Regions from separate parts of the Callithrix jacchus genome. Here region 2 is linked to region 1. A link is a contact called in public Hi-C data. All regions are on one chromosome and are shown on one strand. The core of a region is the stretch at or near the end of the contact, and the rest is flanking DNA. Distances in the headings are between cores, read along the strand shown. Region 1 holds the start of URB2 (URB2 ribosome biogenesis homolog). Region 2 holds the start of PARP1 (poly(ADP-ribose) polymerase 1).

Region 1 (7,400 bases), core at 1,616-4,115:
AGGAATACAATCTCTCAGTATAACAGCAGAAACCTTGGTCCAATTGGTTGCAAGAGCTACCCCTTCATTTCACTCTGGGCAGCACTTGCCAAGTGACTGCCCCGCTACCAAGATGACTCCCATGTTCATCCAGGTGTAGAAAGCACTGGATATGACCACTGCTCTATGCACCACACCTCATCATCATTTTACATATGGCATCCATCTCGGACACATTTTGTGTTGTCTTCTTTGACAACAGCAACTGGATGTGTATTAATCCAATTTCATGAGCTTGTCATCCTGGTGCTTATCACGCTATTTTTAAGCCAAAAAAGCTTGAGAAATTCTAACAAAATGCAATGCCTTTCTTGGTACCTAGCCTATTTCTAAAACGGCTTTATACTAATACTAACATTTCTCTACTACCCAACCTTCAATTTATCCAATTCTGAAGATTTTTAACAAAGCACCACCTACCGCTTATGAAAGATCACTTTGGATTCATAATCAAATGTAGCTATCAATGGACTTTCAGAAACTAACTTCATAACTTAATTCCCAATATGTTCATTAATGCATACACTTAATTTATAATATAATGTCTCCAAACAAAAGAAATGCTAAATTCAGTGGGTTTATTTATTTATTTTGAAGAGACAAGGTCTTGCTCTATCACCAGGAGTGAAGTGGCACAATCACAGCTCATTGCAGCCTCAAACTCCTCGGCTCAAGGGATTCTCCCACCTCAGCCTCCTAAGTAGTGGGGACTACAGGCACATGCCACCATGTCTAACATATGTATGTATGTATATGTGTAGATATATATATATATATATTTAAAGTTAGAGGTTAAGCTGCAGGTAATGTGGAGGAAGCCAGGACACAAATCCCAAAACATAATGAGATCCCAACATAAAGGGATCTCATTATGTTGTCCAGTCTGGTGTAGAACTCCTGGCCTCAAGCGATCCTCCTGCTTTGGCCTCCCAAAATAGAGATTACGGGCATGAGCCACTGCCTCCGAACTAAATGAGGTTTTTCAACAACAAAAAAAAAGGTATTATGAAGTATGACTCATTACTTTTTCCATTGACATTTCATTTAACTTCCAACAAAGTTCCCTCCCCAACCTTTTCTCTATTTCTTTTTTATTTTAACCAATTGCCAATATGCAATTATCTTGATAGACTATAAAAATATGAGCTTCACTTTATACTTACTTGTTCTTTATTTGGAAGAAAGCACTGATGAGAAATCCAAGCAAAGTGAGCTAGTTTTAGTTTATCTTCCCAGGAAGTTGTCTTGCTTTTAAGCTTAAGGGAAATGCCAGAATAAACAGCAGCCATTGCTACAAGTTATCTACAATTTGGAAACAATGAAAAAAATATGTTATAACATGGTCAGACTGAGCAGGCACCAGAAAGTCAACAGTATTGCAATATTGTATCTTATTGTTCACCTAATATGTATTCTTTCAAAAGTTTTTAATGAATCAACAGTTCAGTTGCGGTAAATCTACATACAAGATACTAGACTCCATGAATTTTCAGACAAAAGCATGAATCCCTGAAGGCTCAGATAACCAATAACCTATAGCATTTTTTGGCAATAAAATATTTTAAAATTAAGGTATGTACATTTTTAAGGTATGTACATGAGATTCAGACAAAAGCAGGCAGAAGATGGATGGTACACACAGAAGATGGACTATATATATTCCAGCTGTGATCAAACATCACATCCACAAAGGCAAGTGTACAGGAATCCAAGAAGGCAAAAATCGGTGTTTACATTACTTGTGGAAAGAATCATTCATACACTGTTTCCAATTAAAAGAGGAAAAGATACATAAGCAATATCTGGGGAAAGTAATGTCTCCAAGAGAAAAGGAAATCCCCCAGGGAATACTGTTATTTCAGCGGCAACAGTAACCTCCCGCTAAGACTTTTATTCATTCATGTATAAATTTACAATGCACATACACACTTCCAAAAAGACTCTACAAGAGATACTTGCACAAGGAAAAGACTGAAAATAGAAAACAAAAACGTCATGAAGTCTCGGAGGGCGCAAACATATCAAACACCTACAGTTACTATAAAACTGGGTACACTTGGCTTTGACTTTCCTAAAAGTTATAGTAAAAAGGAAGGTTAAGCCGTTTTCATTTTAGAAATTAAATTATCCTTTACTCTACTGCAAAGAAAAAGAACCATCAAGTGGTGTCAGTGTTCCCATTTTGTCAAAATGTCCAAAACGAATTCAACGATGCCTGACTTTTACGTTCAATACCACAGACCGCCACTGAGACAGCTACAAAGTGCATAACAAGTGTTTGTTGAACTGGCTGCAAAGACGACCGAGATGCTCTTCCGGGCTCCGCCAGAATTCCGCTTTCCTGGCCTCCAGCCGCCCTTACCCGGCAATGCAAAGTCCAGGGCGGACAGCAAAGCCCTGCTAGCACTCCCTGCCCAACAGAAAGAAACAAAGCAACAAGAAACAGAGAGCAGTTAGGAGGCAGGAGGGAGTTCGCCTTCACAGATGGAGCGCGTCCAGTCGGCTCTCGCCCAGATCTGCTGGCGGCACTGGAACTGGGCCGGGTGGGGGACCCCCGTCGGGGCCCAGCCTCAGGTAGGGGCTCGCCTCTGGAGAGGACCAACCCCGGGTTGGGGGCTCACCTCGGGACCTGGCTCCAGGTAGAGAGCGCACCGACGGTAGGGACTCACCTCGGGACCCGGGCCCGGTAGGGGGCTCAGCTCGAGACAGCCCCTCGTAGACGACGGAGGACAGGGGCAACGGCGGCGGCGGCGACTGTCCGGTTTCCGCAGCCCCACCACGTGGGCCCGGCCCCCACGCTTCTTCCGCCCGACGCCGGCGGCGCAGCGGAGAGGGGCGGCACGCACGCCAGGCGTCGCCAGCCGAGCGCCGAGGCGCCTCGCCCATTGGCGGAGACTGTTGCGCGTTGGAGGCCCAAGCGGCCCAGCCCGCGGCCCGCTCCGTGTCAGTCAGTCATGGAGCGGCCGCCCAAAGCGGCGGCGGGGGCGGCGGGGCGCGGGGCGTGGGGGCCCAGCTGAGCCGGCCGTCAGAGCGAGACCCTGCGGCAGAGACTACGGAGGCGGAATCAACCCGATCCCGGAGGCGGCGGCGGCGGGGGGAGCCGGAGCCGCCTGGGATGTTCAGTGAGTGCGGGGCGCTCGAGCTGGGAGGGTCGGGAGGGTCGCGAGGCGCGCGCGCGCGCGAGCGAGCGGGCGGGCGGGCGGGGACCAGGGCGGCGGGGCCTCGGCCGGGCGCGCCTCGGCTCCCGCCGGCGGGCGGTGGGGGTGGGGCGAGTGGGGGCGGGGCGGGGGGGCGACGGGCGGCTCTGCGCGGGCGCGGTGGCCGCGCCTCCGCCCTCGGCCTCCCGAGTCCCGGGCTGCGGCCGGCGGCGTGGCCTGCAGTCGGCGGCTACACCTGGACTGGCGTCGCGTTCCTGCGCAGGGGTGGGTCCTGCGGGTCGGATGCTGGGCTCGGGGAGGAGGTGGCGGGCGCCCGCGGGGCAGGGATCTCAGTGCCCGACAGCCTGATGGGGAGCACGTCTTCACAGCTCCTTTGCATGTAGGGGAAAAGGAAATGTCTTTGCGGCGAAGTCGGGATTCAACTTTGCACATGGTGATGGTGCGTGGGTGGGTGTGGAGTCGGTCTCCGCGTGTGACACGGGGGAGCCAGAGTTAGACTAGCTACTGCGGGAGCGTGCCGACCTGCAAGGGTGTCTCAGGGCTCTTTGCCTCATGACAGCAAGGTAAGGTTGGTGCGCCCATGGCGTGGGACGGGTTCGCCACCTCCAGCTCGCGAAGCTGCTAGGCTTTTGAAAATGTATTCGATAAAGGCGTTGGTTCGCAGTGAGTGGAAGATTAGAAACAGTGGTGTCATTTTAGACTTAGCGGAAGTGGAGTGCAGGAACGCTACATGCAGTTCTCCCATCAGTTGTGAAAGTCGTTGTACTGCAGATCTCGCACTCTGTGTGGTTCTGGGATCAGAAGGTAAATGCTAGTCCCATGCGGTGTTTGTCTTAAATTGCTGTACCTAAACTGACCTTGCAGATTGGAATCTCGGAATGGTGACTCCTGCGAAGAGACAGTTGGGAGCTGAGCCGAGAGGAACAGTAAGGGCGGAGCATGTTTTCTATTAGGCGATTCAAGTGTGCCAACACCTGAGTTGGGGGTGTAGGAGAGGACACGGAGGCTGTTCTCCAGTTCTTGGTCACAGCTCTACTTGGAAGTGGGAGTAGGAAAGGGAGTTTTGTGCTTAATAGGTTAGATAGGTTAAATGCATTTGGCCACAGGTTAAACTTTGGAACAGCTTAATGTAGTGGATAGGGCTTGGTGACAGTAGACCTGGATGGAAACCATGTAGCCATCTGCGTAACCTCTCTGAGCTGTAGTTTTCTCATCTGTAAAATAGGGTGATGAGGAATAACTTAAACGTGGAGTTTTATTTTGAGAGACAAGGTGTCTCTGTGTTGCCCAGGCTGGTCTCGAACTCCTAAGCTCAAGCAATCCTCCTGCCTCAGATTCCCAAATAAGGACCTTTTTAAAGGTACCCAGAAAAAGAATGAAGTATATGAAAATGGCGCCGGGCGAGGTGGCTCACACCTGTAATCCCAGCACTTAGGGAGAGACCGAGGCAGGCTGATCACGAGGTCAAGAGATCGAGACCACCCTGGCCAACATGGTGAAACCCCGTCTCTACTAAAATACAAAAATTAGCTGGGTGTGGTGGCGTGTGCCTGTAGTCCCAGCTACTTAGGAGGCTGAGGCAGGAGAATTGCTTGAACTCAGCAGGCAGAGGTTGCAGTGAGGTGAGATCCCGTCACTGTACTCCAGCCTGGTGACAGAATGAGACTCTGTCTCAAAAAAAAAAAAAAAATTGCTAAATGTTAGCTATTATGATTTCCTTTTGGCAGAATACCTTCTAGGTTCCCTGTAGTCTGAAGTTTTTTTGTGTGTTAAATGGAATATGTGCTAATTTTTTTAATGAATTATAAATCCTTCCGGCCTTGAAAATCAGTGTTAAGCTAGAAAATTTAAAAGTGAGGGCTTGTTTAAAGTATTTTTCTTTGTCATCAACAACAAATTAGATTAGTGTATCTTGGAATGGTTTTCTTGTTCCTGCCTCTAAATGTGAGGTTTATGTGTGCTTCTGTCACTGAAACTAGGTAAAGGCCTCACTTAACTACTCAGTAATTGGTTTTTGGTTTCGCAAGCAATGTGTTAGCACCTATAAAGGACATCTCTGGGCGAAAAAAGGGGGTTTTGTTTTTGCTAGTTTGTTTTGCTGGAATGGGGCTCTAGGGATCATCTGTTAAACCAGCATTACTCAGTGGACAGGACTAGAAGTCAAGTTTCCATTCTATGTTCTAAGTGGCTGACTTCTCAGGTAGTAAGTGTTCCGATCATTCTCAGCAAGCATCTGGTAAGCACTCACTGTTGTGCTCCCTCAGGAAGCCCCTGGTCATGTGTAGAATCCTTTGAGCAGCAAGATACTTTAGAATAGAAGAGCACAGACCCTTCAGCCTCATGGCCTGAGTTCCCGTCCTAGCCCTGTAACTTCTTTGGGCCTCACCTTTCCGATCTGAAGAATATGTCCTACCTAATAGGTTTCTTGTGAGCTTAAAGAAGACAATCTATGTAAAGCACTTAATTTTAAGTGCTTGAAGTGTCTTAGCGCCCGGTATGCTCAGTAAGCCTCAGGTATTTGTAGTAGTAGTCTATGAAACAGACAAGAGTTCTACTATAGAGATTTGTTCCTGGATCTGTGTGTGGAAGGGACTGTCATCAAGGAAGCTGAGATGACTAACCTGAGCTGCAAAGTGGGGTTGGAATATAGCCAGACGAGGTTGTAGTGCCAGTGTGGCAGTGCCTCCAACTACTGGAGGGCCCTGAGGGGAGAAGGTGGAGTAAGAAGAACCAAGGATTGGTCCAGTGAGGTAAACAAAGGCAGATCAGAGTAACCTGGAAATGACACAGTAAACACTGACTTTTTCTATTCTTCACACTAGTGGAGGCAGTAGAAAGTGTTTTGTTTTGAGACAGAGTTTCACTCTTGTCTCCCAAACCAGGGTGCAATGGCACGATCTCAACTCACCAAAACCTCCGCCTCCCAGGTGCAAGCAGTTCTCCTGCCTCAGCCTCTCGAGTAGCTGGGACTACTTGCACCACCACATCTAGCTAATTTTTGTAAGATTTTAGTAGAGACGGGGTTTCACTGTGTTGGCCAGGCTGATCACCTGACCTCAGGTGATTCACCTACCTTGGCGATGAGATTACAGGCATCAGTCACCACGCCTAGCGCCAGTAGAAAATTTTTGAGTTTAGCAGAGATAACATAGATAACATCAGATTAGCTTTTTGGAAAGATTATACCTTTCATAGTGTAGTATTATGTTGAAAATAGGGTCAGGTATAGTGGCTCATGCCTATAATCCTAGCACTTTGGGAGGATCACTTGAGCACAGGAGTTTGAGCCCAGCCTGGGCAACATAGTGAGACCCAGTCTCAACCAAAATAATAATAATAATAATAATAATTAAGCAGGTGTGATGATGTGCATGCCTGTGGCCCCAGCTCCTAGGGAGGCTGACGCAGGAAGATCTTTGAGCTCAGGAGGTCAAGGCTGCAGTGAGCTGTAATTATGACACTGCACTCCAACCTGGGTGACACTGCGAGACCTTGTCTCAAAATGCAAGTCTTCTATTTTACTTTTATTTTCTACTAAAATTAAAAAGCAAGTCTTGGCAGTTCCCTGTCTGCCTGTGATTTCAAAAGGAAAATGGCGGTAGAGTTGGGTATTTTCATCAAAATCTCAAAGCTTAGCACTTATAGAAGACATGAAGAAACCAGGCAGCCTTCCCTCTTAAAACTTATCTTCAAGTATATATTGTATATGCTTGATCACAAGCAGGGTTTCCCCCCAAAAGCATCACGTTTGGGCTCCCCTGTTACAGGGCACTCTTTCTCAGACACTATTTTGAACAACAAGGTGCTCTTTGGGAAAGACATAATGGGCTGGAACAACGGGAACAACCTCAGCTGGTGCTATTTTGGGATGTTTATTCAATCTTACCAAATACGTGAAACAAAAAAATAGGAAAGATTCAGTCATTATTCCTGATAGGGGTGTGGAGTATCATGAAGTGCAAGTGTTAAATGTGAAAACTAATTTTTCCAGATCTCAAAAAAAAAGAAAGTGTGTCACTGTGTGCATATGTGTGTGTGTGTATGTATATGTGTATGTATATATATATATATGAATGAATGAATGAAAAGAAGTTCTGCTCACCTCAACAGACATTGATGGCTTGGGTTGAGACTTCCAGCAAGAGCGTTGTGTATGGATTTCAGAAGTGCTTTATGGTAACAGATCTAGTAGATGGTACGTGC
Region 2 (6,541 bases), core at 1,052-3,551, 1.9 Mb after region 1:
CATCAGGCCATCCCACTGGTGGTGGGGTTTTGAGAACCAGAGTTGAGGATGCTCACTGCGGCTCAACAGAGGGTACCTGAAGCAACTCACACTGCTCTACAGAGAGACACAGGGGCAAGCACACTCAGCCACAGCTGCAGCTCACCAATCAGCCTGCTGAACAGACATGAATTTTATCTGCATTTTTGGGGGCAGAGCATATGGCTGCCAGGATGAGACCATAAATTTATCACCAATGAGTGGCCATTTGGGGATGATATAGTTGTCAACCCAGAGGATGGCATGATCACGCCTTTTGACTTAATCATTCTCTAAGTAAAACTCTTCTTTGTTCCATCACGTTTTCCACTTATTCTGTTTACCTTCAAAAAAATTGTTTTTTGAGACAGGGTCACACTGTCACCCAGGCTGGAGTGCAGTGGCACTATCACGGTTCACCACAACCTCAACCTTCAGGGCTCAGGTGATCCTCCCACCTCAGCCTCCCGAATAGCTGGTACTATCGGCACCTGCCACCATGCCCAGCTACCTTTTGTAGGGACGAGCTTTTGCCATGTTGCTCAGGCTGGTCTTGAACTCCTGGGCTCAAGGGATACGCCCACCTCAGCCTCCCAAAGTGCTAGGATTACGCATGAGCCACCACTCCCAGCCCTACCTTCGACGTATCTAACTGATTACTAACTTTTAGGATTCGGCCTACGTCTCACAGCATTCTTGCTTACCCAACATCCTTAACTCTTAAAGCTACTACTTCTCTGTGGTTAACAGTTTTTATGAGTTTCATTCATCCGCTTATTTTTCTTGTCCCCTACAGCAGAGCTGAATATTTTCAAACACAGCACACTCATGTTACAATCTATGAAATGAAAAAAAATGCATAGGATTAGAAAAGAAACTAATTTTAATGAACTATATTTTAAAGTATAGTCCTATATTAAACAACAAGATCTAGGCCAGCTGCAGTGGCTCATGCCTGTTGAGAAACATTAAGTTTACCCTGCCCCCATGGCTCCCTGGTGGAAGTTGCTTTTGGTTTGTCATTAGTGGTAACCAGGTAACACCTGCCTTCCTGGTATATTCCTGAGTTATGTGTATATGTAGAACATTTGTGTATTAATAAGAATCACCTGTCAAAGAGCAAATAACTGTGTGGATGAATCTCACATTTATTTGTGTGGATGAATCTCTGCAGGGCCTTCAGTCCTGGAGAGCTGTCAGCCCCACAGGCTCTCAGGCTGTTGGTCCCTAGGATAGATCCACTCTGTTGGCTATGTGGGTGTCTGCCTCTCTCAATACCTTCAGTCCGCCTGGGTGGGAGTCTCAACTACCGTAGCTGGTTCTTTGTACATGCCTGTAATCTAATCCCAGCATTTTGGGAGGCTGAGGTAGGAGAATTGCTTGAGGTCAGGGGTTCCAGACCAGCCTGGGAAACATGGAGAGATTGCCCATCTCTTTCTTTACACACACACACACACACACACACACACAATCTGTGATGACTATTGCCCACAAAGTCACAGGTACTGCTAATACTCCTGGGATTTGCAGTCAAATTCAAAATGAAGAAAATGCTAGGTTTTAGTTGGTAATTTTGTCCCAACGGTCTATGGACCGCAGGTTAGAACGCCCGCCCAAGCCAGGCGGGTTGGCCTCGAACTGCAGGGTCCACCTTGGGCTGATCAAACATATTCCTGTAGGGGCCCTGCGCCTCCCGGACCCAGCCGCCCTCAGGGGAGGGTGGACACACTATTAAAACGAGTTTGGGGCAGGCCCAGTGGCTCACACCCGTGATCCCAGCACTTTGGGAAGCCGAGGCACGAAGATCACTTGTAGCCAGGAGTTTGAGACCAGCTGGCCAAGTTGGTGAGACCCTGTCTCTAAAACAAACAAACAAAAATTTAATTAGTTAATTGTGGTGGTGTGCGCCTGTAGTCCCAGCTACGCAGGAGGCTGAGGTGGGAGGATCACTGGGCCCAGGAGTTACAGAGTGCAGTGAGCCATGATCACGCGACTGCACTCCACTGCGGTTAGACTCAGAGTGAGACCCAGTCTCAAAATAAAAAGGCGGGGGTGGGGGGGTGGGACTGGGGATAAATTTAGTTGTGAGAACAAGACTTCCTGGGCTAGAGCGATTAAAGCGGTGGCGCCCGGACCACCTAACAAGCCCCGCCTCAGCACCCCAGGCTGCTGCCCGCAGAACTCCAACCGGAGGCGCCCAGGAAACTCCGCCCCTCGGCCAGCAGGGCGCGCGCGCGCCGCCAGCCCCGCCCCGTGGACGTGAGCTCCGGGGGCGTTCCCGCTGCCAGACATCAGCAATCTATCGGGGAGCGGCGAGGGTTGGCAAAACGTGCTAGACGGCGGTTCTGGGCGCTAAGGCGCCTGCGGCAGGGTGAGCGCGTGCAGGGCGGCGAGGCGGCGGCGTGTCTCCAGGTCTTGGCGTTGGGCGGCGGAGCTTCGGCGGCAGCTGGGAGATAATGGCGGAATCCTCTGATAAACTCTACCGAGTCGAGTACGCCAAGAGCGGGCGCGCCTCTTGCAAGAAATGCAGCGAGAGCATCCCCAAGGACTCGCTCCGGATGGCTATCATGGTGCAGGTGCGGGCCGCTGTGCGGCGGCGGGGCGGGACGCGGCGCCCCGGCTTAATTGTGTCCGGGAAGTCTGGGGGAAGGCGGGCCAGTGGAGCGAGCGGGCCCGGGCCCTCGGAGAGGCGCTTGGGGCCTGTGGGCCGCGGCCGCCCCTCCTCTCCCGAGCGGCCCGGCAGAGCCTTCCGGAAGGTTTTGCTGATGTTGCAGGAAAAGCCCGGGAAATACAGCCTGCAGCTGGTGCTACCTTTCGCTTTGTGAAAACTAGGAACCGCTTCTCTCCTTGTTGGGTGGTGGAGTTTTATTATTGCCGTTCGCCTCAGGGGTGGGGGGTGGGAAATTGTGCATGGTCTTTTTAGGCTAATCTGATTTTGACCTATCTTACTCTGTAAGATTTTTGTCCTACGTGGATGGTGGCGACTGGCATGTGGGGATTTTTGTTTTGTTTTGTGACAGGGTTTCACCATGTTGGTCAGGCTGGTCTCGAACTCCTGACCTCAGGTGATCCACCCGCCTCGGCCTCCCAAAGTGTTGGAATTACAGGCGTGAGCCACGGCGCCCGAGATTTTTTTTTAAACCTATTTTTGGCCATTATTTCAACACGTCATTTCAACGCTCACCCTCATTTTGTATTTTAATTAGGCGAAACTATGCGGAGTTGTCATTTCTGTACAGTGCATTCACTTCGAACCTAATTTGTCCTTTAACATTTTCCCCAAATTTTCCAGATTCACAGATGCGTTCTCTTGGTGTATTTGCAGCTGTCTGGTTTGAGTTTTACATATGGGCTTTTTGATCAATTGAAGATCCCCTTCTGAGGTTTCCTGAGGCTTCTGTGAGGTGCTGGGCTTGAAGACCACTGCCAGTTCTTAGGGGCTCCTGCTTGCAGCTTCCAGTTTGCTGATGGTCTGCCTTTGTGCTAGTAATTCCGGTTCTCCCCTTCCCTGTTCCTCCTCATTTCCAACATATTCCCAAGCTTAGTGTCAGGGTCGAGGTAGCTTGATTTTCCTCCCTGCCGTGAGCTGTAATGTGTTTTAGGGATGACTGGATAGCCCTCAGTGGATTTTCAGTACTTAGAGAGTACAGGGGAGTGCGGGCGAGGTTTACCGAGTGGGTACCTAAGCGCCAGGTATACTTCTGATATCTTATTTCACAATATGTCTGTCATCTTGGTGTCCTCAGGGCATACCTAAGTCCGTACATGGCACACAGTACTTACTTGGTGGGCTAAGCACTCTGTTAGGTTCTAAAGACACAGAATCCACCCTTGGGAATTTCCAGTTTGGTTAAAGGGGAAGTGACTGGTAAACAAACATTGTCGTATGTGGGGGTGAATGCCACCTGATGGAGCTGTACTCCAGGCGTTGTGCGCCACATGTCCCAGCTAAGTTTGGAAGCTTGATTAGGATTAGGAGTTGTCAATTCACAGAAGTGGAGCAGAAAGATCCTCCGAGGATAAGGCAGTAGACAGGGCCTACAATTTGAAGAGCCATGTTTCCCACTAAGGAACCTAGAACTTCTTTTCAATATATAAGGCAGCCTGTTATCACTCCTAGTATAGAAGTTCTTAATCCACGGTCTGTGGAATGGTAGATAGAACTCAAGAGGTCCGTGGGTTTACATAAGAAAAAGTTATCACCATCTCCACTAACTTGTAGTAAAATTCATCATTTCCTCTAATCATAAATGTAAGCAGCAAAGCAAAGGCATATTAGTAGTCCCTATGATTTTTGTCACCAGTAGTAATTGCAGATATTTTCATGTCACTTTACAGTTGGGAGTTTCTCAAAATATCATTTACTCTAATCGCTACAAAAATCACAGTAGTTATTAGAGGTGGTACTAGATCTTGTTACTTAATATTTTAAAGCTCGTGGGTTACTATACTCCAAATTACCTTTCATATGTTTTGATAATTATTTCAGTATGTTTCCTTTTCAGTCCTTTTGTTTGTTTCGTTTTTGTTTTTCTTCTGTTTTTTGAGATGGAATCTCACTTGTGTTGCCCAGGCTGGTCTGAAACTCCTGAGCTCAAGTGATACACCCACCTCAGCCTCCTAAAGTGCTGGGGTTACAGGCATGAGCCACCACACCTGGCGGTTTGCGAGACTTTCTGAGAAAGGAACATCCATGGGCCTTACCAGGTGGGCAAAGAGTACCATGTTCTGGTGGAAAGACAACAGAAAACCCAAATCCAGCCCGTGTGTTGAGGCTAGAACAACACTGCTGTTGAAGGAGTTGGAGGAGGCTTAGCTGTGGGAGAGGCAGGATGGAGGAACCTGAACCTGATGAAGTTTAACATTCTGGGGCAGGGGCACGGTGGTAGACGCTTGTAATCCCAGCACTTTTGGGGTGGGCAGATCACTTTAGCTCAGGAGTTCCAGACCAGCCTGGCCAACATGGTGAAACCCCGTCTCCACAAAAAAATGCAATGATTAGCAGGGCATGGTTTTGCATGCCTGTAGTCCCAGCTACTTGGGAGGCTGAAGCTGGAAGATTGCTTGAGCCTGGGCGGTTGAGGTTCATTGCTGTGAGCTGAGATAGTGCCACTGCACTCCAGCCTGGGCTACAGAGCCAGACCCAGACCCTGTCTGAAAAAAGGAAAAAAATAGCAATAACAACATTCTGGGCTTTCCTTTGGTATACTTGGTAGTGAAAGAAACTATTAAAAGTAACTGGTTTTTCTGTAATTGTGATTGAGGGTGGTTTCGGAGTTTTAATTCAGAATTTGAAGTTGGTCTGGTAGGCGGAGCTGGTGAAGGCCAAAAAGAAAGAAGCCTTTTTGCACCTTGCTTGAATTTAAATACCTTCTTTTACATTTGTATGGGAGTATTGTTCTCTGAGTGTCAGATACCTGGTATTTTAGCCCTCTTGCCTGGGGCATCCTGGGAGGGATGAGCTGGGCCCTCCAGCATTTTGATGGGAGGAGGATGGTGGGTGGACCTGTGAGTTGCTCTGTTCTTCGAGGGTTTGAGCACCCGGAGGCATATGGGTGAGGTCAGTTCATTCCCTCTGGCTTAGGTGGGCCAGTAGCTTGGCCTGTTTTGCAGCTGCTGTTTGGGTGAGGACCCCGGTATGCCTCAGGTGCTCAGTTTTTGCTCAGGTACATAGCCAACGATTCTGCGCCTTGCCTGAGCTGTGCAGCTAACAAATGGAGTCGATAGTCTCGTCACCTTGGTCTGGTGCCTTTCTGCCACATCATTCTCAGTCCTAAGTTTTGGGGTAAAGCATTGCTTTGGTCAAGGGTTCTTCCACTGGGGCTCTTGTCCTATAAGCTTATGCTGTGATTGCACCATTGGGCAGCACCGTACCGGTGATTGGCGGAGACAGCACCCAGAGCAAAGGGCAGCAGGTCTGGGGCCCCTGGCAGAGCCAGGAAGAAGTGCCCTTTTATACAAGGTAACCTGAGCATTGCACAGGAGGGTAGACAAGCAGGCAGAGACAGGTTGAGGCCACTGAAAATGTTCATGATAGCCAGATGCTTAAGGATCTGTATCAGCTGTCTGGGGGAGATCTGGTGGAACCTTCGAGAGCTGGAACATGACTGGTCTGAGAAATGCCATTTGTTGTCTCTTCTACAGAGTCTTTCCTTCTTTTTTCTTCTGTCTGACTTGGAGACATCAGCAAACACTGTGTGCCCTGTGACAGGTGTTGCTAGAGAATAGCAAGATAGGCATCTTGCTCCTTCACCAGCTTCTAACCGGGTGCAGGACACAGGCTTTGATCAAATAATCACCAAGTGCATAGTTCCACTGCCCAGGCCGGAGTGCAGTGGCGCAATCTCCGCTCATTACAACTTGCGCCTTCCCAGGTTCAAGCAGTTCTCCTGCCTCAGCCTACTGAGTAGCTGGGACTGCAGGTGCCTGCCACCACACCTGGCTAATTTTTATATTTTAGCAGAGACTCGGTTTCACCTTGTTGATTAGGCTGGTCTCAAACCCCTGACCTCAGGTGATCCAC

The links. Hi-C and Micro-C count contacts between places; a contact is called where the count stands out from the background.
Region 2: a contact with region 1 is called in a Hi-C map of skeletal muscle, with 8 times the contacts expected there. The contact joins the promoter of PARP1 here to the promoter of URB2 in region 1. A contact is called at or near these places in 2 of 3 Hi-C or Micro-C datasets (both in skeletal muscle).

The regions. Positions count from the first base shown.
Region 1 is chr19:20,937,333-20,944,732 of calJac240_pri, forward strand. URB2 (URB2 ribosome biogenesis homolog) reads right to left here and starts at 2,866. Exons shown (of 11, transcript XR_013529764.1): 1 at 2,709-2,866; 2 at 1,203-1,341. TAF5L (TATA-box binding protein associated factor 5 like) reads left to right here and starts at 2,990. Exons shown (of 5, transcript XM_035281372.3): 1 at 2,990-3,161.
Region 2 is chr19:22,839,081-22,845,621 of calJac240_pri, forward strand. It overlaps PARP1 (poly(ADP-ribose) polymerase 1), which reads left to right and starts at 2,302. Exons shown (of 23, transcript XM_002760578.7): 1 at 2,302-2,594. The coding sequence starts at 2,475.